2 separate regions of the Mus musculus genome follow, and region 1 is linked to region 2. The links are chromatin contacts, called in public promoter capture Hi-C maps. All regions are on one chromosome and are shown on one strand. The core of a region is the stretch at or near the end of the contact, and the rest is flanking DNA. Distances in the headings are between cores, read along the strand shown.

What was found. Promoter capture Hi-C pulls out the DNA fragments that hold promoters and counts their contacts.
Region 1: a contact with region 2 is called in a promoter capture Hi-C map of pre-B cells, with 4 times the contacts expected there. The contact joins the promoter of Mitf here to the promoter of Suclg2 in region 2. A contact is called at or near these places in 1 of 39 promoter capture datasets (pre-B cells) and 1 of 9 other capture datasets (liver).

Annotation. Positions count from the first base shown.
Region 1 is chr6:97,805,637-97,812,287 of GRCm38.p6, forward strand. Mitf (melanogenesis associated transcription factor) reads left to right here and starts at 1,422. Exons shown (of 10, transcript NM_001113198.1): 1 at 1,422-1,651. The coding sequence starts at 1,548.
Region 2 is chr6:95,714,138-95,720,725 of GRCm38.p6, forward strand. It overlaps Suclg2 (succinate-Coenzyme A ligase, GDP-forming, beta subunit), which reads right to left and starts at 4,709. Exons shown (of 11, transcript NM_011507.3): 1 at 4,552-4,709. The coding sequence starts at 4,638.

The DNA of each region.
Region 1 (6,651 bases), core at 172-2,671, 2.1 Mb after region 2:
CTTTTAGGATCATCATTTAGTTTATCAACTCCTGAAAGTGAAAAATACACAGAAGAGATGCAAGCTTGCCAAGAATGCCTCCAAGATACACAAAAGAAAGCCAAAATTAATCATCACTGAGCAGCTTTTAAAAAATTCTATGTATGTATTATGTGTACCTGCACCTGCATTCAGCTGTCAGGAGACAGATTGCAGTAGTTAATAGTTCCATTCTTCAGTCATGTGTGTCCTGAGGACCAATTGCAGGTTGTCATGTTTGCAAATAAGTAAATTTACCGACTGAGCCATTTTGCCTGCCCCTAGTGTATACAAATTGCAAGTAATTCTTTCCTTACTTTTGACCTTGCAACACCATCTCAAATAGGTTTCCTAATCTCTTCTTTCATAGATGAGGAAATTAAGGCTTCTAGGAATCCAATGGACATGTCTAAGATTACACAGGATTTCTTAGAAGAACTAGGAATTTCTGCCATCTTAAAATGCCACCCTTAACTCCAATGTCTCAAAGCACTCGTTGATGTTTTATACAACATGAAGAGTCCTGCTGGAACTAACCAGAAGACAGGTCTGAACATACAAATGAGCTAAAGTGCGGTCATTTAATACATCACCTAGCCGAGTACCTTGAAGCTGCACCGGCTTGCAATGTTAGGACAATCTCATCTGAACTCCCAGCCAACTGAGAAATTGAAAGCAGACGGTGGTGGTGGTGGTGAAGCTGTTTGGTAACTTGATGTCTTTTAAAATTAACTGAATCCTTCAAGTGCTGCTTTAGATTAGAGGTGACTAATTGGATAAAAGGAAAGGAGCCTTTCAACTGATGAAGAGTATTGTGGGAGCTTATACTGAGTTCCAGAAAAAGAACGCACAAGAACAACTCCTCCAATAATGCTTTCATTATAAAAGTGAAGTTTCCAACACTCTGTTTCAATAGAGGACAAAATGATGTGTCGCTGCAGTCCAGAAGAGCTCGGGGGCTAATAGAAAGTCCTTTTATTTTAAAAATGGGTTTTAACTCTGACCGAAACTTTCTAGTTTCAAAACCCCTTAGTGTTTTATTTTTTAAATGAACGCTCGGCGTGTCCTCGCAGATGTCTAAACCAGGAGGGACAGTAGAAGCCCAGGCTGAGTTGTTCTTATTAATATTAAACAGCCAGGTCTGTATCCTTGAAGCAAACCGGAGAGACACGGAGAGGAGCTGCTGACATTGACAAGGAATCCAAACAGGACTTGCACTATCCGTGTACACCACGTTGTCTCTCCCCGGTTTGACCTTCTGGGAGTTGTAGTTTTTGCGGAAGCTGATATCCTGGAGAGCTGGTGTGCTCTGCCCAGGCGGAACCACAAATCCCAGGGCGCACCGGGCTCAGCCCCTCCCGCTCTGGTGTGAGAGTAAACTCACCGCGCCGGGGCGGGCGGCCGGCTAGCGGGCTGAGTGGGGCACTGCGCGGGGCGCGCGGCTTGGGGTACCCGAGGCCCCCCATCTTTCTCAGGTGCCCGGGTTCTGGTCCAAGTCCCAAGCAGTGGAAGGCGGGCAAGAGGGAGTCATGCAGTCCGAATCGGGAATCGTGGCGGATTTCGAAGTCGGGGAGGAGTTTCACGAAGAACCCAAAACCTATTACGAACTCAAAAGTCAACCTCTGAAGAGCAGGTGAGTGGTGACAGCTGGAGGGAGGCGCGGCAGGAGGCCCATGGGCCCCGCGCCTGCTACCCTGGGAGGAGAACAGTCAGTCTGGATAGCTCTAGGACAAGGACCCCGTGCCCTTGCCTTGGGGTACAGGGCGACCTGGCCCCTGGCATTTAGGGTCCCGCTTACAGACGACTTGCTTGCATCCCAGGGTATCTGACAGTGGCATTTTGGGGACACCGCGAGTCTCTTGGGATGGCTCATCCAGACGTGGGGACCCTCGGCTGCAGATGCCAGCTGCTGAGCTAGATGGGGGCTGGGGCGGTACCCGGCGCGAGGTGGGGTAGGAGGAGCACCGGACAGGGACTGTGATCTGGTGCTACCAAGAGCAATTTTTCTGAAGCTCCCTAGCAGGCTGAGGGGCTCAGGAGAGGGGGATCTGATGCTCCAGGGCAGCGATGAACTGGCCTGGAGGTCTTCCCTTGTAGACCAGCCCCTCTGGGAGATACTACTCAGAGAGGCCTCTAGGTGAAGTTCACCTGAGCTTCACCTTTCACCTGCCACAGGACAGCACCGAGGAGGTGTGTGTGTGTGTGTGGGGGGGGGGGGTGAATAAAAGGAGGGGAGGAGGTTGTGGGTGGGCGTGTCTCTCAAGCTGGGCAAGCTGTCTGGAATAGAAGTCTTTACAAATGCAAGAAGGAAGGAAGGAAGGAAGGAAGGAAGGAAGGAAGGAAGGAAGGAAAGAGAGAAAGAAAGAAAGAAAGAAAGAAAGAAAGAAAGAAAGAAAGAAAGAAACAAACAAACAAACTACCTTAGAGGTCTGTGGTGGTTGGGAATGCTCTCTTGGCACCTACACACATTTAATTCTCCAGGCGCTTCAAGAACTTTGGGCCTAGAGTGAAGATGTTCTCTAGTCTGGTGCCTCCCAACTCTTCAGTACCTCTGCAGTATCCTAATCCCTCACGCCACCCTCCATTGCTACTTGCCTGGCAGAATCGGTTATCACTCTCTTTGGTCCCTCTGGACCCTTGAAGTGCTTCTTATTTGTCATGTTTACAGAGAGGGGGATAGTCACTGGAATCTGTGACTTTATTTCCACCCTTTCAGTTGTGCGATGAAGTAAGGCTAACATCATCACCTGGTGCATCAATTGTCTAGGGTCTAGATGAGTGAGGTTCCCCTGGTAGAGGGGCAGAGGGACTCACTTTCAGGGGCCAGGAAGGCAGAATTGAGGGGTGGAATCTTTGGTTTGGGAGACAAAAAGGCTGGGTCTTATAAAGTGGAGACAGGTTGCTTTCCTTCAGGGCTGGGACAGGACCTTGAATCCAGTCATGGGAACAAACTCTGGGAGGAGCAGAAGCCCTGGCTCCCTGGCTAAGGCAGGCTTTTTGCACATGCTTGTGGCAGAGTGGAAGGAAATGTGTTAGGCATCAAGATGCATAAACTCAGCCTTTCACTAGTGGCTTCTTTTCATAATGGCTATTTGTGTGTGAATGTAGATAAGGGTGTATTGGGTGCTCTGAGAGTGATACTGTGTAAAGCGCATTGTTGGTTATGCTCATTAGAGCTTTATCTGCATGTGGCTGAAGGGACCAGTGTTTTACTGAGCAGTCAGTCCCTGCTTTTGCTTCTATAAGCAAATGCTTACAAGGCCAGAATGAGGGGGGCAGGGGGAGTGTGTGCGTGTGTGTGTGTGTGTGTGTGTGTGTGTGTGTGTCTGAAAGAAATTAATTAACTGGGCTCTTCATTTTGATGGTGGCTGATACATTAAATGAGTTTGAGGGAGTGAAGAAGGTACCTCTGGGGAAAACCAATGAGTGCCCTGACACTCATGGGGAAGGATTTGGTTCTATTCTTTTACCCAGTCAGCAAGAATGGCACGCAAGAGCACATGTCCTCTGTAGCTAGCTAGCTAGCACAGGAAAGGAAAAATGTGGGACTGTGGGCATAAACGGCTTCACATGTTGGTACGAGCAGCAGGTGCCAGGTAGCATGGAGTAGATATGCGTTCTTTGAAATAAACCCGTTAAATAAAATTTGTGACTAAGTTTCTGGAGTACGTTGACATCTTTTCTGACTGTTTTTGACAGTTGTCCTAATGGTATTATCATTGACATCGGTGTGTGACTTTAAATGTGGCTCAGGGCCTTCTCGTTGACTGTAGTTTGAAGACTTTGCTGGGGCATCCCTAACGTCCTGGTTAGGAAAAAGTTGTAATGAAAATTTGCAGATTCTCGTAACAAGGACACCTATCCATTCTATTGTCTCCATCAGCAGTTCTTAATCTGTGGGTCGAGACCCCTCGGGGGCCGTTCAACAACCCTTTCACAGGGGTTGCATGTCAGATATCCTGCATAATCAGATATTTATATTTATGACTCATGACAGTAGCAAAATTACACTTATGAAATAGCAACAAAAATAATTTTATGGTCGGGGGTCACAGGAACATGAAGAACTATATTAAATGGTTGCAGCATTAGGAAGGGTGAGGACCACTTGTCAAGATTGTTTCAGAATTCACCCATTTCTTGCCTATCTCTCTGCTGTAACTTTGACCAAGTCATTGTCAGTTTTTGCCTGAATTATTGCAGCAATCTCTTAACGCTCTCAGCCTTGGCCAGTTTTAGTAATTTTAAATTTAGTGCCACAGTATTCTTATTAAACTGATTTTTTTTTTTTTAAGGCTGAGATCTGACTGAGTCAGTAACATGCTTGCCACACAAGTGTGAAGGCCTGAGTACTTTTCCAGGAGCCCACATGAAGGCAGGCAGGCGTGGGGCTTGGTGGTTGTAATCCCAGCACTGGGGAGGAGGAGATGCGCTTGCTGGCAAGCCAATCTATCTGAATTGAAAAGTAAGAGATAAAAGATGAGAAACTGTATCAAACAACCAAGTGGTGAGTGACTGAGGGAGACACCTGAAGTCGGCCTCTAGTCTTCGCATGCATGCACAGACACACACCCACACACCCCTGTACACAGTGTACCGGTGCATACATCTGAATGTGTATACACACATACGTATGCACAAACCACAAATTAGAGAACAAACCCCTATGGAGAACCTCAGTCATCACTGTGGGAAGTTGTGAGTAGCCTTTAGCAGGTAGAGTGCAGGGATGTGCTAGCTTCGCTACACTACCCAGGGCAGCTTCCACAGCCAAGAATCCTCTGGGCCCTGAGCTAAAACTCAAGTTAGATCATGCTGTCTTCTCTAGTTGAAGCCCTCCACAGCTCTTTTTTTCCCCAGTCCTTCAAATGGCACAATGCAGCATATGTGTCAGGCTGCCCTTCAGCTCTGACCTTATCTCTTGCTGCTTATCATTCTAAGCAGAGCCCAGGCTTCTACCTTTGGATATTCATTCATTATACCTGCCTCTGCTTGGGCCATTCTTTGCCCAGACAGCCACAGCTGTAGTACAACCTACCCAACCAACTACTAATCTTCCTTTTAATGTGCCCTTAATTCTCATCATATGGATAGTGTGGCCTTCTGTTCATAATTACTCTCCCTCTAAACGCTCAGTCTTCCTTATCCGGCTGTGTTTCTTTCATAGTGTTAATGTTATAATTTACAGTGTAATTTGAATATATATGTGTGGGAACATATATATATATATATATATATATATATATATATATATATATATGTGTGTGTGTGTGTGTGTGTGTGTGTGTGTATATATATGTGTATATATATATATATATATATACACACACACATATATACATACACACACCTCACACACATAGGTGTACACACACACACACACACACACACACACATATATATATGTATATATAGATATATATATATATCAAACTTCAGGGCTCCAAGGTGGTAAGGATTTCTCTCTGTGTCTTGTTAACTGTGAAGTCCCCAGAGCCTAGAACACTCAGTCACAAGGCTTGTAATGTTTCGAGATAGACGATTCTTTAAAGGACTGTCCAATGCATAGGATAGTGTCTGGTAGGACATATTTGTTGGACACACACGGCGCTCTCCTTCAGTAAGTTACAAAGGTATCGTGGTTGCTTTTTGTTTTTGTAGTCACTATTGTGTTCCTTTTCAAGTAGATTCCCAGCAGGCTTTCTTCGAGGATGAGTTTCCATATTCTTTGTGGCTCAACCCAGATAGTCACAAATATGTTGCTGAACTTAGATTCTGTGAGCCTCATCTTGGTAAGACTGACCCGTAAAAGTGTCATAGGAAAAGACCCTGTAGAACAGGCCCTCGTGATGAATGGTGTTTTCATGGGAATGAATTCTCCCCAGTGGGTCACAGGAGAAACAATCACAGTGCACCCAGGTTTACACACTAGCAAGTCACTCCAGGGATATGCAGAGCTGTTCTTGAGCTCTGGGGGACACATAGGCAGTAGGTCTTTTGGACACAGTGCTGTGGCTTATGGCTCTGATGGTTTTGCTCTGCAGAAGCCTAAGGCTTGGTAGATGCTGATGCTCTTTTCCTAGGCAGTCTGAGGAACCGGTTTCATTGGGCCCTGGTTTCCTCCTACAAATTTTATTGCTGTTTCAGACAGTATTAAATTTCCTTCAGATTAGAAATGGGAATGTGAGCGAGTGCTAAGTTAATCATGGCAAGATGGGATGCTACAGCCGTGCCAAGTATGGCTTCAAAGAGAGATGTGTGGAGTTTGCAGAGAAAGATAGACTGTTCTGTCCTACACACATCACAAGCACACTGGCTTTTGTGGAGATTTCCCCTTCAGTTTTTACACTAAAAAGGCCCTTTTATTTGTTAAAATAATAATCCATGCTTAGCAAGACAAAACTGTCAAGACAATCTCAATCTCTCCCTCTCCCCTCTCCTCTTACTCTCTCTTCTCTCTCCCCCATTCCTCCCTCCCTCCCTCTCTGTACTGGCTAGTTTTGTGTCAACTTGACACAGCTGGGGTTATCACAGAGAAAGGAGCTTCAGTTGAGGAAATGCCTCCATGAGATCCAACTCTAAGGCATTTTCTCAATTAGTGATCAAGGGGGAAAGGCCCCTTGTGGGTGGGAC
Region 2 (6,588 bases), core at 3,459-5,958:
CAGCCCTCTGGGCTTCAAAGAGAACCACACAGTGGAAACCCCAAAGTTAGACCTGAAAGGCCTATATCATCCCTTAAGACACGAGCTTCCCTGAACTTCACCCAGGCATGAGAGAGAAATGCCCCAAAGGCAGCTCTACACACAGTCTTTAGTACCTGGACTGAGATTAGTGCTTGCCTCTGCACAGTGGACCCGGTATGACCCTTAGCATCACAAAAAGCCGGATGAGGTGGATCATGCCTGTCATCTCAAGAGATAGAGGGTGGATGAACAAGAGTTTGAGGCCACCCTGGGCTATGAGACCCTGTCTCAGACAGAGAGATCTCTATTTACAATAAGACTCAACAGAGAAAAATGGGTTCCTGGGCATTCATCACAGCCACTCATTGCGAGATCATGACACAAGGTTTCATGGCACCTACATACCTGAAGGGCTAGCTGGAGTTATCTACCAGGAAGTATTGCTGGGCACGCCTGTATATGTCTATAATCCTGACACTCAGGAGGTTCAAGCAAGATTGCCTCAAGGCCAAAGGCAACTGGACCTATACAACAAGACCCGATCTCAACAAACTAGGGAAGAGGGGGCTATAAAGACTGTTAGATGTCTACTGAACTGCTAACTATACCCTCAGAAGCTGTGAGGCCATCCTGAGTTCTGACTTCTCATAGTAATGTGGGACACAGAATTCAGAGTCCTGGGACTTAAACCCAGCCATTTCCTGTTATAATAGATGGACAATTTTGTGCAAGTCACACAACCACTAAGCTCTTAAGAACTCCACGTGATACCCACATGATTTGGACCTTCCCTACTTGTCAGACCTCAGGGCCTCTGCACTTGTTGTCTTACCACCCCCTTCCCATCCCGATTGTCCAGCTCCTTTGCAGTACGTAGTTCAAATGTCAAAACTCAGGATCTTATCAATAGAGTAAAGCTGTACCTAACAGGGGCATGCATGTTGTATAATTTTATTTACATGACAAACAAAAAAGAATCCACATGCAAAGAGAGGAAACTGTTCCTTCTGTGGAGCATGGGTAGTGGTAGAAGCAGTAAAGGATGTGAGCTGCGGCTAAATCACTCTCTCATTGGACATCTGGAGACCTGGCTGCTTTCACGTGCAAGCTTACCCAACTGTGCACTGACCGTCAATATGCTCACCTTGACAGGATCTACGATCACCTGGGAGAGCAATCTCTGTGCACACGTGTGAGGGTATTGCTAGATTAACTGAGGTGGGAAGACACCCACCCCACTCCCACCCTCACCCCCAAAATGCAGGTGGCACCTGTCCCTGGACTATGATCCCAAACGGCATAAAGGAGCATGGCATCCAGCCCCTGTGCTCCTTGACTGGGGATACAATGTGACCAGTTGCCTCAAGCTCCTGAGGCCGGTCCTTCCCTGCTAGGATAGGGAGCTACACTATGCTCAAACTGTGAGCCAGAATGATGCCCTCCCTCAAGCTGCCTTCTTGGATTCGTTGCTACAGCAATGAGAAGAGCAACTAACGGACACACTTTTCAATGTACATTATGTTTGGTTTTGGTTTTTTTTTCAATTAAAAAATTAAATATAGATCAAGAATATACCTTTAATCCCAGTATTTGGGAGTCAGACACAAGCAGATCCCTGTGAATTCTAAGCCAGCCTGCTCAACATAGTCCAGCCAAGACCCAGTCTCAAAATAGAAAACAATTAAACCTCAATAAAACCACCCTATGGAACAGGTTGGTTTTCTGGGCTTTCACATGCCTGCCTGGGAAGCTATTTATTCCACATTGTGTGGCCCTGTTTGCCTTCATTATGGCTTCATCAGTCCTTGAAATCATCTTTCTTATTGGAGCATCTATAATCTTCCCCTTTTTACTCATAACCCCAAGTCCCAGGGCCTGGAGCAGTCCTCCATGAGGACAGCGTAGAAATGGCCAAAGTCAAAACAGTGAAGCCAGAGGCAGACGTTTAAAAAAAAAAAACTTCAATGACATTAAGCATCAAAAATATGTGTCAAATGTTAACATTAACCCAGGGAAGGGATATTATTCCGTGGACATTTTTGTGAAACAAGCTAGAGTTGCTTCTAAAAGCAGAAAGTGGGTCTTTTATCTTGGCCCGTCCACCTGTTTTGGTTTGTTTTTTTTCCCACCAGGCCTGATACAAAGTAGGTCTAGGCCGACGGTGCCAACAGATTCCTAAAATACTTGAAGATTCCTAAGTTTGGTAGGAAAAATGAGCCAGGCTTAACTGTAGTATCTGCTGTGATCCAGGAAATGAATAGGGGCACAGCAAGAGAATGGCAAAGAGCTGGTACTAAGAAATAGCTCCTTAAAGTCAAAGGCAGTACGCACGTATGTACCTTCTTCCACTATCAACTCCAAGATGTTCCTGTAAGAAATGTGTGAGTAGCACTAGTGACTTGCTTCCTTTCTACTGGCCTGCAGATCTATTGGCAAGGGAAAGGGGCATTCACCCGACTGGGCCCTGGTAGAGTGGGAACATGAAGTAACCTTTACCCATCAGCTCGACCTCAAACTCTCTGTAACCTTGAGCAGGTCAGTGAACTGCTCAGTACTGGACTTTCTACATAGGCCCACTTGACCGTGAGCATGGTTCAGGTCTTGAACATTGTATAATGTGTAGTTATTGCTCTTACAGAGGACCCAGATTCAGTCCTGGCTGATGGGATAGTTCACAACCCTCAGTAACTCAAGTTCCAGGAGATACTGGACATGTCTTCTGACCTTCATGTCTAGGGTTAGATAAGACAGAAACAAAAACTAATCATCTTGTGAGTGAGTGTGTGTGTGTGTGTGTGTGTGTGTGTGTGTGTGTGTTTGCGCTCATGAAAGCCTGAACAGACCAGAACAGGCCCTCCTGGAAGTCACTTGTGTCCTTCTAGAACTCTCTCTACCTTGCTTCCTTCCCTAAGACAGGGTCTCTCTCACTGAAGTGAAACCTAAGCTATTCCCCTAGGCTGGCTGGTCAGTAGCTCCCCACAAGTCTCTTCCTCCCAGTGCTGGGTCACAAGCTCACACAGGCTTGCCTGGCTTTTTACATAGACGCTGGGAATCTGAATTCCAGGCTCTCCTGCTTGGGGAGAGAGTTACCACCTGAGCCATCTCTGAGTTCTACTGCCATCTAAGCCTGATGTTTCCAGAGTAATGAGTCACATACAAGTATGTAATCAATGAACATTGCCCAATGTAGGTAACAGGTCTCACCCAGTCTGCTTGTCAGGATGACAAGGTTTCCACGACTTGGATAGGGAAGATGACAACTTGGATAGGGAAGGTGACAACATACGCCAGCCAGCTAAACATTCTGTTTTAGGTTTCTCTGAACAATCATTTCTCACTCTTCATTTTTGACTGCCCTAGGCTCCATGTTTCTCATCAATTCAAACCTACTGCAACAGCACCCCAGCTCTTGTTTTTTTATATATAACACTTAAATAATGAACAGGACTCAGATCGCCTGGAGATCTCTCCTCACTCTATTATAGCAGGTATCTGTGATTTTAATTAGACAAACCGCCATCCCTCTCCTTTACCCACCATACTGTCAAGTGCCTGTTAAGGATATTACAGTAATAACTATTAGCGCCTCTTAAATTCCCATTAACAATAACAGAGAAATGGAATGTCAGGTAATGAAAAGAAGAAAAAAAAAACCTTCACAGATGTCATAATGATCCAAAGTTTAGAGAAACAAAAAAAAAATCATTAGTAAGTTATTTTCTTTTCGTTTTTCCTAGTGCCCTATGCATGCCTTGGTCAGAATGTAGTGATTTGCCTCTCATTGGACTGGAAAGTTTTTCTTGCGGGGGGGGGGGGGGGTTGGGGGGGGAGGCGGGGCGGGTAAACTAGAGAAAGTAGGAAGACTAGTAGTTGGATGACTTCTCCCAAGTGTCAATGCCAACTCACAATTTCCCTTCCAAAGCCTCGCTACTGCGACGCTTGCAATGGAAGAAGGTAAATTCAACAAGAGAGCAACGTGGAGGAAGGAGCTGCTGAGTCTAACACTAGTTAAGTCTCTAGGAGGCACGGACCAAGTGGGCAGGCAGGAGTTTTCACACAGGCCTTTCATACAAGACTCCACTTCTACTATCCTCCTGGACCCCTGCAGGTCCCCACAGACAAGCACAAGGGGGTCACAAGCGACACCCCGCGGGGTTGACTGGGGCAGGTGAGCTGCCTCGGGAGTCTGGGGAGCGAGCACGTGGCTGCCGAGCGAGCTCGGGCTTAGAGCCGCCCCCGGGCAGAGCCAGTAAGCGGCTGAGAAACCTCTGCGTTCCAACAGTGCGCCCAACTTTTGGGAACTCGCCCCCAGCGCGGGGTGCCAGTGCCCGGGCAAGGCTGATGGGAGCCATTAGAACGATCCGGGTCGTGGGGTGTGCACTCTGACCCCCGCGATCCCCGACACCTCGGACGCCGCACAGCCCGCCGCGCTGCGGGGAGCACCGGATCGCCAGGGGTCGCGCGGGGCGAAGAGGCCGCGGAGCATGGGGCACCACGGCGGGTGGCTCGCGTGGCCCGGGCCGCGCTCACCTGGGACCTGACCGCCAGGAGCGGCCGCAGCGCTCGCTCTCGCAGAAGCTTCCCAGCCTGCGCCGCGATGGCCACCGGGGACGCCATCTTAACCAGGAACCTGAAGAGAGGCGGCGAGGGGGAGGGAGGGGGCGGAGGAGGGAGCCCGCCCGGGCCCAGGCCTCGGGAGGGGGCGGGGCAGGAGAGGAGGGACGGAGCTAGAAAGGAGGGGCGGGGCGGGAGAAAGGGCGGGGAGGAAAGCGGGTGCAGTAGAGAGCTGGGGTGAGGGAATTGGGAAAAAGAAAGGAAGGAGGGGGCTGGGGGCGGTGGAAGACCCCCCCACCCACTCCTCACCTTGTTACCCCTACCCCCCACTACCTTCACCATCTCACCCCAAGGCCATGTGGCTTCCCAGAGCTTACTGCATCTTGCCTGGCTTTCAGGCAAAAGCAGATCTCAGCCCCAGGGGCACTGACTTAAAACTGGCCCTGGGAGTGACAGATTAGACCTTGACACTGCAGTGAGGGCTGCTAGGTCTGGCCCTAGGAACTGATACCACCTTCAGAGGACACACCTTGGAGAGAGTAATGTTCCAAGGGAAGGAATTAGGATCAATGCTACCCTTAGTTCCTGGGCCATGTGGGGGCACAAGCTTGGGTGTGGGTGTTGTGAGTGTACTGGGTTTTGGTTGGGTAGTAGTGGTTTGTTGTTTTGGTTTTGGTTTTTGAGATAGGGTTTTTGTCTATCTTCCATTGGCCAGAAATTCATCTCGAACTCCTGACCCTGCCTCTACTTCCAAAATACTGTGATTATAAACAGGCACCACCCTGTCTCTTTGCGAAAGTGATGGAGGGTTTTGGGCCTACCTTAGTGACATCTGTTTTCTTGCTACTTAACCTTAAATTAATAAAAAGCTATTGCTGGATTTTCTACTCTACAAGGAGAAAAGTGTTTGTGTACAGTATCCAGGCTGCTATGCACTTACATAAAATACAAATCACAGTAACAACTAGTATGTACCAGACATTGAACAATTAGGAACACATTTAAGCTTCATGGCGACATTTTAGGTAGATGGCATTTCTATACTCATTCTGCAGAAGAGAAAACTGAGGCATACAACAGATAAGAAACATAACAGGGGCTAGATAATGAGATATGAGATTCAAACTCATGTTTCACCCCCTCAGCACTACTTGGGGATATTTTTTAATTGGGTGTTGGGTTTGTTTTTGTTTTTTTATGATCACAAGACAGACAAGGGACACTATAGCAACAGTCCCCTCACAAGAGTGTCCTCTGTCGGCTTCCTTTAAACTTCCATTTGATGTAAATTCACATTGACAGAGAAGCTGTAGGAACATTACTCCAAGAGACCCCAACAGTCTTTATGCCGCTTCACCGAGGATTTACATTTGGCCCACATCTGTCCTTGATAAGCCTTTTCCTCCTCAAAACCTTACCCACAGAATCTATTCTCTTTGTGTGTGTGTGTGTGTGTGTGTGTGTGTGTGTGTGTGTGTGTGTGTGTGTGCGTGTGCTGTGACTTGCCCTATCTCCACCTTATTCTCCAGAGACAAAAATCTCTCAACGTAGAACTAGAATTTTAGCCAGCAAGCCCCAGTAATCTTCCTGCCTATGCCTGGATCCATACTAGAGTTACAGTGGAATGGCTACAGGTGGCTTGCTACATGGATGCTAGGGATCTGAACACCAGTCCTCATGCCTGTACAGCAAGCCCTCTTACCCACTGAGCCATCTCCTTTTTCCGAGATCCAGTGGCTGCTAATGATTACAGTTTGAGTCTATGGTGGTTTCATGAATGCACCTGATCTGATCTTGTCAGAACCTACGGAACTTTATGACTCCGCTCTTCACCTCTCCCCAAGTCTTTTTATTCATTTCTATCAATGGATAGGAGCCATTACCCAAGGAGGGGGAAATGAGGTAAGCAACATTTTTGGAGTAAAAACTCAGAGCAGAGTTGGTTTAGTTCTAGGCATTTGCATGTATGGAGGGAGGTTAGAGAGTTAGAATGCCAGGAATGTCAGGCTAAGC